3 separate regions of the Drosophila melanogaster genome follow, and regions 1 and 3 are each linked to region 2. Evidence: chromatin contacts called from public Hi-C data. All regions are on one chromosome and are shown on one strand. The core of a region is the stretch at or near the end of the contact, and the rest is flanking DNA. Distances in the headings are between cores, read along the strand shown. Region 1 holds the start of lncRNA:CR43475 (long non-coding RNA:CR43475). Region 2 holds the start of lncRNA:CR44133 (long non-coding RNA:CR44133). Region 3 holds the start of lncRNA:CR45054 (long non-coding RNA:CR45054).

The links. A called contact is a pair of places that touch in the nucleus more often than the background predicts.
Region 1: a Hi-C map of the Kc167 cell line shows a contact between it and region 2, with 5 times the contacts expected there.
Region 3: a contact with region 2 is called in a Hi-C map of the Kc167 cell line, with 2.8 times the contacts expected there. A contact is called at or near these places in 3 of 107 Hi-C or Micro-C datasets (the Kc167 cell line, the S2 cell line and the Sg4 cell line).

Annotation. Positions count from the first base shown.
Region 1 is chr3R:22,625,739-22,630,062 of dm6, reverse strand. lncRNA:CR43475 (long non-coding RNA:CR43475) reads right to left here and starts at 1,266. Exons shown (of 1, transcript NR_048466.1): 1 at 764-1,266. All of the region lies in intron 2 of loco (locomotion defects), which reads left to right. It also overlaps asRNA:CR43474.
Region 2 is chr3R:15,983,548-15,987,931 of dm6, reverse strand. It overlaps lncRNA:CR44133 (long non-coding RNA:CR44133), which reads right to left and starts at 1,751. Exons shown (of 2, transcript NR_074017.1): 1 at 1,145-1,751. srp (serpent) reads right to left here and starts at 1,780. Exons shown (of 8, transcript NM_001275690.1): 1 at 1,145-1,780.
Region 3 is chr3R:10,080,657-10,085,207 of dm6, reverse strand. lncRNA:CR45054 (long non-coding RNA:CR45054) reads right to left here and starts at 1,827. Exons shown (of 2, transcript NR_125127.1): 1 at 1,356-1,827.

The sequences.
Region 1 (4,324 bases), core at 17-2,516, 6.6 Mb before region 2:
CAGTTCTTCAGTTCGGCCACCAAAAGACGGAGTGGCAACCGAAAACTCAGTGAGCCAGAGATGGAGGATAATCGCGCCGATTCCCCAGTGCTGATCAGAGTGACCAGGGATCGGGTGGAGGAGCAACTGGGCTGTAGTCCACTGGCTGCATCTGGCGGAGAAGTACCCACCAGCTCCGAGGACGAGGAGGAGCACGACGACGGCATCAGCTCGGCCAGCTCCAATCTCACTTCACAGTCGGGCAGCTCCAATAGCCGCAATCTCTCTCCGGACTCTTCCTTCGAGATGCACGCTCCACTCCTGCCCAGCTTCAAGGTCACGCCTCCACGGGCAGTTTGTCGTGTGGGAAAGAATGCCGCCTGCGAATTTGCTCGTTTCCTGCGCGGCTCCTTTCACTCCAAGCGCGCATCGGTGACCACGCTGCGCAGATCCCTCAGCGATCCGGATGCAGTGCAGCAGATGGACTTCAGCAAGCCGCCTCCGCTGCGCGACACCACCAACGTCATGCGAGTGAGTCACTTCTAGATTCCATTCACAACCCAAGTGGGATTAATCGCGCCTGGGAGTACACTCAACAATATTTACGAAATTATTAAAATCTATCATCTAAAGCGTCAATAATAAGACGGCAATGCAAGTAGTAGGTCAAGACTGAATAGATAATTAAAAATTTTAGAATACAAATTTAAAATGAAAATTAAAATACATTTTTATTTCACGAAAAACTAAATATGATTTAAATATTTTCAAACACATGCCCCCTAAAATTTGTTGAGTGTACTTCGCCAGCTGGCGCCAATGTGATTCGCCTCGTTTCGATTCGATTCGATTCCGTTCCGATATGATTTTAGTTCCAAATTTGTTTACGCCAAAAACTCTTCATAATTTTTTCACTGGAAGCTGTTTATTTACGCTCGAGTCGTCGTCAATCAATGGCCATTAATGCGTGTCCGTAAAATCCGTTGATGGTTGTCCGTATGGCGGCACCTGGCTTCCAGCGAATACCCCAGCCCAAGAATGATCCCCGAATGATCTTTGAACTCGTCAGCTTCGTGGTGTTTACCCTGCGTTGCATTCTAGATGTACGCCAAATTGGATTACGCCATTTAGTAATAGTTTATTGGTCCATATAAATTAGCTGTTTGTAATGCCACAAATCGATCAGCATTAAATTCTGCGCAAATTCAGGGTTCGGAATTAGGAAGAGAATTCGAGACGTAGAATCAATAGATGTGTAGATGCGATTTTATATTATAGTTCGTTTGATAATTTTTAATATACAGGTAATAATCTGAATTGTTCGTGTTTCGAAATGATTAGATTCACTTTTACTGCTTAGATTTCCCTTTTAGGAAGTACTTTTTCTATGTGTGTATGCAATGTATCACCTCAAGCGAAGATGTCACCCATTGGTATTAGATGGCCAACGATTGCCAGCCATAATGACTTTCTAATTATCACATTTGCATGGGCGTCGCGTGCCGCATTTCACTTTTCAATGGTGCTCATGGGTCATCACTTGGATCCTCGGTTGCCAAGTGGGAAAGTGGCCCACGCCGATATAAACCATTTCCATTGATCAATAAAGAAATTAAGTAAATATTCCCATCGCATTGCCCACACTTTGGGCCGCACAAAAGTAGTCGTTAATCGCCGTCTGTGGGCATTGTAAAAATTCCATTCACATATCCGTACGATTCCTGTACTTAAATTTTAAATACATATTGTATATGTATCTTCCGCCTGGAGTTTTCTGAACAGAACGCATATGACCCGCATTATCTTCCATAAAATTAACGCAAACAAAAAGAAGCAGGAAAAACAAGCAGCATGCCGGATATTTAATTTAATGTGCACAATTGTTCAAAAAAGCGATGCAGGCAAACCTACCGTAACTGGGAAATTGGAATCAATTGACAATGGAAAAAGACAGCAACTAACTTTCCAGAACTATCCAAAATTAACTTAGTTTCTTTGAAAATTTAAATGAATATCAGTTTCTGTAAAATTGAAAAATGTTCCTATAGAAGCTCCACTGTAATTCACAAATGTAAAACGATGTTTGTTGTTGCAATTGGGGATTTGGGAACGGAACAGATGGGATTGCCTGGAATTGGCTCATTTACGCACAAAAACGCAGATGGAAACCAGTGCGAAGTGCGTAAAATGGGGGAAATTATAGTTCCCTATATTTTTTTGCCCACTGGCCTTTAGCTAAACAAATCATAAATAACTGTGAAATTATAGACAAAAAACGCACACGCGGCGAAAAGGAAAAATAAAATAATTTTCCAGTGCTCACATGATCTGGAAATTGGACGCTGATGGGGGGTCGACTTCCACGCGTTCTTTTCAGAGCCCTCCTCACCTCCTTCGTTGATCTACACTTTTGTATATCTGCAAATTGCTTAATTTATCAACCAAATGCACAACAACAAAGCAGCGGCCGCCCGCATTCCAGTTGCCTTTGCTTGGCATTTTAATTATTCCAAATGTTGTCTGGGACTTTCTTTGTTTACACCACTGGAAGGATGGAATGGTGGAAGGGGGTGGGATCGGATCGCTTAATTTATTTGCCAGCGTGCTTTGACTATTTTTAGAGCAATTTATTTACTCGTCGGCATGTGTTTCGCAAAACTACAAATGTTTTTGCCTCATTAAGCCCCTTGCATTGCATACTTAAATGGGCATTACATATACGCCGTGTAAAATGCGACGAAAATGCGCTAAGCAACTTAATTAATTGGCCAAAAGGCTGAAAAAGCCACATTTAATTAAGAAAAATCAACAAAAATGTGCGTCACTTGGGGCGTGCGAGAGGAACAGACAGAGAGCGAGCACACCCACAACAAGCTGTGCAAACTTGTATTTGTATGTGCGTGTGCGATTCATTCATAAGCAGCAAAGCAAACAACAAAAGCAATTTCCAGCAGCCGGTGTCAGGCAAATAGGCAAAAGCAATAACAATACTAACAACAAAGAGCAACGTACGAAACAGGCACCAAAAAAACTAAAAGAAACAACAAAAGGCATTCTCATTCCCATTGAAAATGAGTAAGCAGCGCACATGCACACATACTCACACTCGCTCAGTCGAATTCGAATTTCGAAATCCAGTTTTTGTTGCCTCCCCTAAACTGTTAAAGCAGCTGTTCAAAAGATCACTCTCTTTGGCGCTCTCTCTCTCTCTCTCTCTCGCTGAAAAGATATTTAAAATATACGATTTGCAATTTTATCTTAGCACTTTACTTTACAATTATTTAAAATTATAGATAACTTCCTATCGATCGAGGTAGTTAATGTTAATTAATAATATTTTCTCTGTCACTCAGTCTCTCTCTCTGCACTCTCCTTAACATTCAGCTCGTAACATTTCTGTTGCTGCAATCTCGAAACTTAACATTGCTGCCAGTTAAACCTCGACAACTTCACAGATACTTTTGCGTTTGAATCGACGGGTTCGCGGCTCTCGGCGCGGCTTCCATTTTTCCGAAAGATACAAGTACTTCGAAGTGAAATAAAGCAATTACATAAAGTCCAAAGAGTGCAGTGCAGTGCCGCGTTGTGAATTCCAGTGCGAAAGTATAGAAAAAGCCAATTGACAAAAGCGTCACGTTTTCGCTTTCTGCCATTGTATTGCCCACGCACTCACACCAGCACACACACCTTGTCACCTGGAATACCGCAAAAATTTTAAAGAAATTCAGCCGCAAAGCCGCAATAGCTTAAGAAATCCAGAGAATCCGAAGGTTCGTTCTGGTTTATCAACGCCTATGGTTAGTTGATCATTTGCAATTCTAACGAGACTCGCTGTCTCTATCTCTATCCCTCTTCTTCTTTCTCCCCCTCTTTCTCCGCATGAGCCACCCCCAATCCGCCCTCTTTTCGCTTTGTTTTGAAACGCAGGCCTTTCGCCAGATAAGATTCGTTTTCATTGTTGCCTCTATAGGGAGTGTGGAGTACACTCTCGAATACAATAGGGTTCATAAATATATTTCCACTTTACCTTTTTGTACTCTTATTAAGTCTAATTTGGATAAGTATTTTCAATGTACTTATAAATGATATGTTTATATTTTAGATTAAAGGCCACCACATAGGCCACGAAATAACCAATTAAGTTAGTTCAAACAAGGCCTGTTTTAGTGGCAATTTAGAGAACATTCATAAAAGTTCAAAGCTTAGTTCATTTAGCCATTAATTTTTTCAATAAATACGATATTTCCATGATATTTCAAAAGATATCGCATACATTCGTATATCGCGTATTCAATCCCAAAATGTGCTATTTATTGATGACATCTGGATGGGCCATTAATTTGAC
Region 2 (4,384 bases), core at 502-3,001:
GTTTTTGCGGTGTTTATTGTCGCGGTTTCCTCCGCGGCACCCAAAAGTAAATCCCACTTGTTTGCGGATGCATTTCGCTATGGAGATGCACGTGTCAGGGGAGTCGGATGGCTGTGTGGGATGCATCCAGGGTTTCCCTGGAAAATCACTGGCTGAACAACAAAAGGCAATTGTCGGTTAACTACGACAATTCGCTTGACTATAATATGTGTGTGGTTATACAATATATATATATATATATATTTTTTTTGTATAATTAATTTTCAATATGGCTGACCTATGGCAGGAAGTCATGTGTGTATAGCAATGAATTTATGGGTACATAGTATAAGGCCCCACTACATTTATTTCATTTGTTTTGAAATTCTTTTCTTAAATGCTTATTTTTCTTGAATAATTTTTTCTTTTCATTTTTTCCCCACATACATATATTATACATATACATACAAGTCGATGTTGATAAGGCCTCGTTGTTGTCGTCGCCACAACTCAACGACCGCAGGGCCAAGTGGATCGGCAGCGGTACCATGGAACGGGACCCATCGTTTGGACTCGCATTTTGTTTTTCAGTCGTTTCAACCTCCTTATATATTTATATATATATACACATACATATATATAAAATATATACTCGGGCACGCATATGGGCACTTGCTGGGTGCCACTGCCTGGAGCTGTAAGGCAATGCCCCACCCCTTGGCTGGACGGGATCCGGAGTTTTGTGCTTTTTGGGTTCGTTGATCGTCATGCTGGTTTCTCGTAATCGACATAATTTTCCCTACTTTTCCCTGTCGGTCCCTTTTCAATTCCTTAAATTTTCTTAGACACTTTTTGCTTGGATGCATTCCACAACATTTAATAATCTTACTGCGACTTGAACTGAAATATTTATTCTTAGAAACCATTTTAAGCCTAAAACTCATTAAAATCATGACTGTTTGCAAAAAATGAATACAATGACTCATAATAATACGTACACTATGTCTTCCCAAGAGTTGTGACTAAACATTATGTGACATTTATTTATGTACATATGTAGCTTCATTTAGCACATATGCAACATTCCATTAGTATTATTTATGTTAGTTAAGACAATTGAGAGCAACTTCCCCCGAAGGCCAACAAATCGTCTGGTGAAACTTACCAAGTTGTCCATGGCCAGATTCCCATGCATATTCCGACAGCGATTGAAAATCCATTGTGGCTAGGTCCAGAATCGAGTGCTCGGATCCGTTGCGCTCATTATGAGGGGCGTTCGTTCGGCCCATGTGGTTTTCATCGATGATGACCGAGCCGCGGACATCTGGGCATCTGGCGATCTCAGGCGCTAAGCAAGCGTTAAATTTTCGGTTTCGATACTGTCCGGACTTTGAGGGGGCGTTAACCCGGCAAATGAAAGTGTCACACAGGTCACGCCGACGGATCACAACTCTTTCGGGGAACGATGAGGAGGCGGGTGGTGGCTTTTCCGGGCGCCCAACCGTCGATTATGTTGGTTAAACTCACGTCGCTTTTGTGGTTAAACACACGTTTGAAGGATTTCCCTTGCGCCGGCGCAACTTTCCTCACATTTTTCCACGCTCAAAGGGTTTTCTTCGGTTTCACGCCCAACAGATCACGGTGATAATCGCCGGGACACGACCCACGAATCCGCACCGGTGTGCCGGATGCAATCGATAGGATGGGATGGCACGGGATGGGTTCGGTTGGGAGTGGACCCGACCAGACCCGCATCCGAGCTCCGACCTACTACTACAACTTTTCAAATGCTACTCGGCCGGGAGCCACCCAAAGCAATGCGAGTAAAATATTCTTGATTAAAACTTATCAGAGCACATTTCATATCACCTTTTCAAAAACGCAACAACAGCAAAGTAACGATTGTACTTATTATCGGCGACGCAACCGTCGAACTCATTGCGCCGTGTACTCGGTACTTTGGCGTAGTTTGGCTGTCGCCGGTTCCGCTGATTGGACGCCGCCAAGATATGGCTATCTGAGCCGGGCCCGATTCCGATTCCACGATTGCCAGCCCCACAGGCGCCATCTCCGCCGCATGGACGCCACACGGGAGCGAGCAGGACGCTGGCACAGATAGAGCGAGAGGCAGGGTGGGCGATACCAAAACACGATTTGATTAAGTTGCATCACGCGTCGGTCGCGCGACTATCCTTATCGGGGCAACTCTCGCTCTCCGACTTGGTGAGTATATGCCATAGGTCCTTATCATCTGGCCTGCTTTGGCCAGATTTGATTTGGTGACGACAGCATTCGGAATCTGGCCACTATAGCGGAATGTACATAAGTTCCTGTTTCGAATGCTTACCAAACAGTAGAGAAAGGATCTTTAACCAACTTACTAAAAAAAAATATATATAAATTCCCCCAGATCCAATCCTGTAAATACCCAATTTCTAATTATTTCTCAAAGATACAAGCTCTTCCAAACTAATCTTTTTCTAAATCAAAAATATAAGTTCCTAATATAAATCCCACTTTTCTCTTTTATATCTAAGATATTTTCCGGTTTAGTAAAGATGGTTTATGAAAGATATAACATTTTTTTTGCGCTCAATAAATAGAGACTGATCTACATTAAACCAAACCGATAACAAAGCCTGGCAGACGACCTTGCCTATCTATGGCACTCCTACTATTCTCCCTACACACCCCCCCTTTCGATGAAGTTTATGATGAAGTTTATTTCCCACCAGGGAAATGCCAAAGAGTCTGGTAATTTTAAAAAACTAAAAAGCAAGCACGTTTCCAAAAAAAAACGATAAAAAAATGTAAAGATATTCCTATCTAATAGCAAAATGCCGGCTCTTATGACGTCACGCGTCGTGATAAGAGAACCAGTAATCAAGAAACAATAACAAAAAGCTGAGAACAAACATATTGCAAACAGAAACATTGATAAAACCAGACGAATCAGAAGCAAGGAGCGGGTGACGAGGCGAAAACAATGCTGGCGAGATAAGGAGGTAAATAACCTGGCGGAAAACTTTAAGTCGGCGCCTCGCCGGGCAGACCAAGATCCGACCCAGCCAGTAGGGAGAGGAGGAGGCCCTGGCCACAGGGTGCGGGTCACCCATGCGGGGAGGAGTCGAGGAGGAGACATTGCGATAAGGATGCAAGGGTGCGGGTGCGGGTGCTGGACTATCAGTAGTAGCAGTAGCAAAGTCCGGAAGATGCCTTGTGGTCAGAAGATAAAAGGCCAAAGTGAGTGGGTAAGAGAAAAGGGAATGCACTGAGAAGAATGCAGAGGCAAAGATTGTAAGATACTATTAATAACCTATTTTAATAACCTATTATCTTGTCATCATGTTATTTTAGATACTATTACTACATTTCATTTAAACTATCCTGCTACGTTTAGCTTTAATCATGTACAGAATTTCATATTTGAAATCTGTATAAGATCTGGTATATTTTTTCTCGCAGTGTTATATAGCGAGTGGAAAATCGTAGCTTATCAGCCACCGACTTTAACTCGGGACTTGCTTTTGTTTTGTTTGAGCTGACTCTTATAATACAATTTAATAATGACCATTATAAAGAAACTGGGGAAGACGGGCATTACTACGGGCCAGAGATAAGGCCATCCTGTACCACGCACCGAATCCCTCGTACTGCTGCAGGAATTATTATTGTTTTGGAGTATTGAGACACAGACTCCATTACGATCGGGTCGCGTTTAGCACCCCTCGTAGACATAAATAATCTACTCCATGGATGGATGGTGTGCCCATGCCATAATCCGCAGCCATTTCATCGTGACGAAGCACAGATAAGCCGGGTTTTGTATTAATCGAAAGCAAACCAAATTGAAAACTAAATCGGGTATGCTGTGTGGTGGTAAGGGGTCAACTAACTATATTTACTAGCTGGGGCACTTTTAATGGGCTGACACAACTGATAGCCCCATCAAATTTCAAGGTACTAGGGTCACAGCCGACCAGATTCCGAATGAGAACGACGGAAAGTACATAAATATTCCTCTTTCGCCAGTCGAGCAAATAGCTCTTCTGATAAATGAAACACAAAATCGATTTCAGCCGATCGATCTGATAAATCGTGGCAATATGAACACATTAGTCAATAAAATGAGCCGTGACTATGGAAACAATTGGTCAGGGTGAAATTAGGTGTCTTATTGTGAGGGACAGAAGTAAATATTTAGTAAGCAAATTATGCACTCAAACATTAATTTTTCAGGGCAAACAATTGTATTTGCCATTGCTGATAAGACTATTTAAAAACATCAAAATTTGAATTCTTTCTTTTGGTCTCTCTGTATTCTCGATACACTGAAAACAATTTCCATTCCCAAACATAGTTGATTTCCGATTTTTTCAATCAGCCGTAAGGTATTCTACACTTT
Region 3 (4,551 bases), core at 578-3,077, 5.9 Mb after region 2:
TGTTTTTTGCCAGTCGGGGTTAGCGATTATTCTTTAAAGAATATAGACATATTTCTAATAAATGCCTAGATTGAAAAACACTGGCTTACGTTGCAACAAAATTAAGTACCTAATGCTGTTTTAAATGGGTACTACGCATTCTAAACTACCCATCCCCTTTTCGGCGCGCCCCTGTTATTAAAACTTAGCTTTTAGCAATTGTTGACTGTATTTTCCACAATCACGGAAAGCGGTGGGTGAGGGGGACGCGACGGGGGTGGCGAATTGCCTTTGATGACGCCGTCGAAAAAATGTTAACTACGACGCAATTCAGTTTACTCACATTCTGTTGTTTTTTGCCACATTTCTTTTTGTGTCTGTGTTTGCCGATACTTTTTGTTTTTCCAACATGCACTTTGTTCGGATTTTCTCAGGGCAGAAAAACGGATTTTCCGACAAGATATTAATGCGTCACTTTTCGGACACGAAGCAAACTTAATTCTCAGGCGAACTTTAATTCTTTAAGTTTTATATTTGGGTTTTTGATTATCTTTATGAATTATTTATTGAATTGTGCTTGGGTGCACAGGCAACAAATGCGATCGGTTGAAGGCACCGCTGTTCAATGTCGCCGCTTTTTTGTGAAAGTTCTCGCCTCTGCCGCGGCGCAGCCTCTGCCAGCGTCGTCGTCGACGTCGACAGAGTTTCTATCTACTGGCAGAACACTCTCTGCCCTCTCTCTCTCACACAGTGTGATGTTTCGTCAAGTTTTTTCGATTCTTCCTGTTCCTGTTTCTTGGGCCTTCTACTTTTGCCCTACTGCCCCACACTGCCCCTCATCGAAAACCCGAAAGGCACATGTGATTCTCTTCGCAGTGGCCTTCAAACTGGCTTGGCTCTCTCGCCAGCTCTTGCTCCACTCTCCACCATTCTTTCATTCATTATTCTCCTCCCCTCATTTCTCATCCCTAAAATGTATCTGTATCTGCGCACTTTTATCTGTGTTTGCAACTCACTTTTGCTTTTTGCGAATTCCTGTTTTTATTGCGACGCTTTTTCTAGCCGAAGCAAAACAAAACAAAAGGCTGAAAAACAATTTCAAGGGTTCGGGGGGACTGTGAGATCCTCATCCCTTGATCCTACCGAAAAGCTTTACAGAGCTTTCAAAGTTCGAACAAGGAATAAGAGTACATGGACATTTTTAACTGGGTTTGGAATGATTTGGTTCTTTAGAACTTTAGATACTGATAATAAAAGGAAACAAAAAACTATTTCTAAACAAAATAAAATCACAAATGTATGCAGTTTATATAGTAAGTGAAAAATGGATGACGAAATGGCTGACTGTTTTAAATACTTTGTAAAACAATGCTCACCTTTGATGATCCCAATTGATATTTTATTAATTTATTGCTTCACCGACTTCTTCTAATTGCTTTTTAATTCTTGTATCTTCATGTAAAAACTCACTTGTTTGAGGCACGTATTTAAAATAGTTGTGAAATGCGCTTGCATTCTTATATCAATTTCGTTATTTACTTCCTAGTTTTTGTAATCACACAATAGAATGCACTTAAAAGGATTTAATTTATGTTTGGCGTAATTACCAATTCGTGTGTTTATCTTCGATTTTTTGTGATATGACACGCACTTCACGTAGAATTGGGCACAATTAATTTCCAATTATTTTGCATTGTATTTGCTTTTCCATTTTGAATGGGTTGGTTTTTAACGGATTCAATTTCGCTGTTGATGTCATTTGCGTGTCTAATTTGTAACAAATAATGTAGGGATTGTTTTTTTTGAGGTGGGTATTATATGCAGTACTTTTTGCTGTGTTCAGAATTCTTCTGCTTCCGATTGGGAATTTTCTAGGAATGGAGCGTTGTTGGCAGCTCGCCTGCCACACTTTCAATGCCAACGCGCAGCCCAGCAGAAAATGACAGAGCTGTCGTTGTCGCCGCTAAAGCCCGAAAGCTTCCGAAGCGAAGAGAGAAGAAACGAAGTGGTCAAAGTGTGGGAGAAGAGAAGAATGGGGACTAGAAGAAAGCAACGTACATATGTATGTATGTATTGAAAGGAGCTGCGCGTCCTGCTGCCAGAATTAAAATGCACAGATATATGTACTTGCATACATATTGCATTTGAAAAGGAAACTCTGACAAGCTCAGCTCAAGTTCAAGGATGTTATGTAATAAAGTGAGGAGAGAGCACAGCCTGAAGTGGTGGTAGTGTAAGTGCAAGTAAGCAGCTCTCTCGCAGTAACACACACATAGGCAGGTATTCCTCATCTGATCCCCTTTCGCTTTCTCACTCGCCCTCTCTATCGCCGTCTCCCTCTGGCCCAACCCCTTCCCCAACGGCATCCCTTTTTGCCTTTCTTGGCATGTACTTGTAGTTTAAGTTGTGCAGTCTGCCCTGACGCGCCTCGCTTACTGCCGCACTGGTACAGTGGTCCCTCGCTAAAGCTGGTCATGAGCGGCAGGGTTACTGTACCATTGCATGTGGTACTTAAAAATGATCTTTACCCAATAGGAAGATTAGAGTTATGACAAAAAATAAGAAATTTGCAGATCCTTATAATTCCCACCTAGATTGGATAACACCTTATTAATATTGATTGCAACAAAAATTGTTTGTAAAGATTCTCCCCCAAGGTTGCCCACTGTATATGGATGCACTGAGTGCGCTGTGTATCTACTGGTTCTGGGCTTTTCGGTTCGTGTTCTGGGCCTGGGCAGCGAAATGTATTGTATATAATTAGCGCATTTATTGACTAACTGCCGCTTGCAACACAAAATGCTCGTAGTGATAGGAGGGAAATACAATAATTACTTGGCTTACTGGCCCTGCAAAGTGTACGGATATTTGCTGTCATATGTATTTCTGACGTGGGTGGGACCTTCTAATACCTATGTACATACATACATATGTACTTTGTGCATGTGATTTCGATTTCGATTGACAAATGTGTGTCTGCTGCAATTTTCCACCGGCTAAGCCAGCCCCCCAAATCTGCATCCCCACACAGGGTGTGGTTTCGTCTCTTTCTCGCCTGCTGCAGTCATCTCTTTTGCTCACCCATGGTTCTCTCTTCTAGTAGCACAAACAAGCTGGCAATTCGATTTTAATTTCTTAATTGAATTTGTTTGGGGCCGCTGGTGTATGTGTTGGTTTTGCGAGAGACCGAGAGAACACTGCCCGCCATGTTTGTTTAATTGTTTAATTTAATTAAATGCGCTAAGTGCAACTCTTGCATACCTAGGCACTTTGTAACGGTCGCATATTTTCAGGTAAATATATTTCTGGCGATTCATGTACATATCTGTATCTATATCATCGGATATATGCAACAGATGTTAGTGCATGTCGGGCTATACCAATGCAGCTACAGATACGGATACAAATACACACATGCGACTGCACTGGCGCACTCCGAAGCTTATATGGTGGTACATATATACCCCATATACAAATATATAACCACTCGCCCGATACACACACAGCCATGGCTTGCACTTCCACAAACACAGTTACCGCCAACTGTTAGCGCCCAGTTTACTCTGCGAAAGCGTTGGAAACTTTTCTATCGCTGACACTGTGGGGAAATGAACAAAATTTCATTACGGATTACGAGTGAATTTAGTTACGAATAGAAGTTGTCAAAGAAAATTAGAAAGGGTCTACATATTTAAGAGTACATACAGAATACCTAACGGGATTGAAATAAAAAAGTTGTTGTTTTAACATTTGTTAATGAACATTAGAAATTTATTATGAAAAGTACCTGATTTTTACTTTACTTTATTTTTATTAATTAAATTCTTATGATCCTTTTTAAAATTACTTTTCGGAAAATTCAAATGTTGCTTTCCTGAGTTTTAAATCGACTAAACTCAAGAAAAACTTAAAAAAAAAATGTTAAATAGGAAAAAGATAATCGAGTATGGCCAAAATGTCATTTGCTTTTAAAAATAATCCTGGGCTGTGCTCAATGTTGCTCGAAATCAGTTGCTGGCCTGTAAACCATTTTTAAACGAACAAAAGTATTTATATCCCCTGCGAAAATATACATTTCCTAATAGTGCTTGCTGTGCGGACCGAGCTTAGAGCGCATCTATTATAGAATGTGTATACTTTGGGGAAAACTGTGGCAGAGTGGGAGGGCAACATTTCGCCAGCACTGTGTAGGTAGCTGCTGATTCTGTCGATTTTGCTTCTGCTATTGCTGCTGCTGCAACAAGCGCCCTTACCCTTCCCCTTTTTTTCAGCGCATGACTGTAGTAGGTGACCTTGACAGTGAACTTGAAATATATGCTACAAGGATTCATTCTGCTTGTGTGTGTGTATGCGTGTGAAACGCCGTGGAATGGAACAGTGAGCAAAAGAGAGAGCTTTTGCAAAAGTGCAGCTGTGTGAGGGTGGTGAATTGGCTGTACACCAGTATATAGAGGGCAAATGATTCATCGCTACTTGCGACGCGTTGTCTGCAGTCGATGTTTGTGAAATATGTGCCAGAAATTTCGCTTTCATGTTTCGCCTATTGCAGCAGGAACACAGAAACAGAAACGG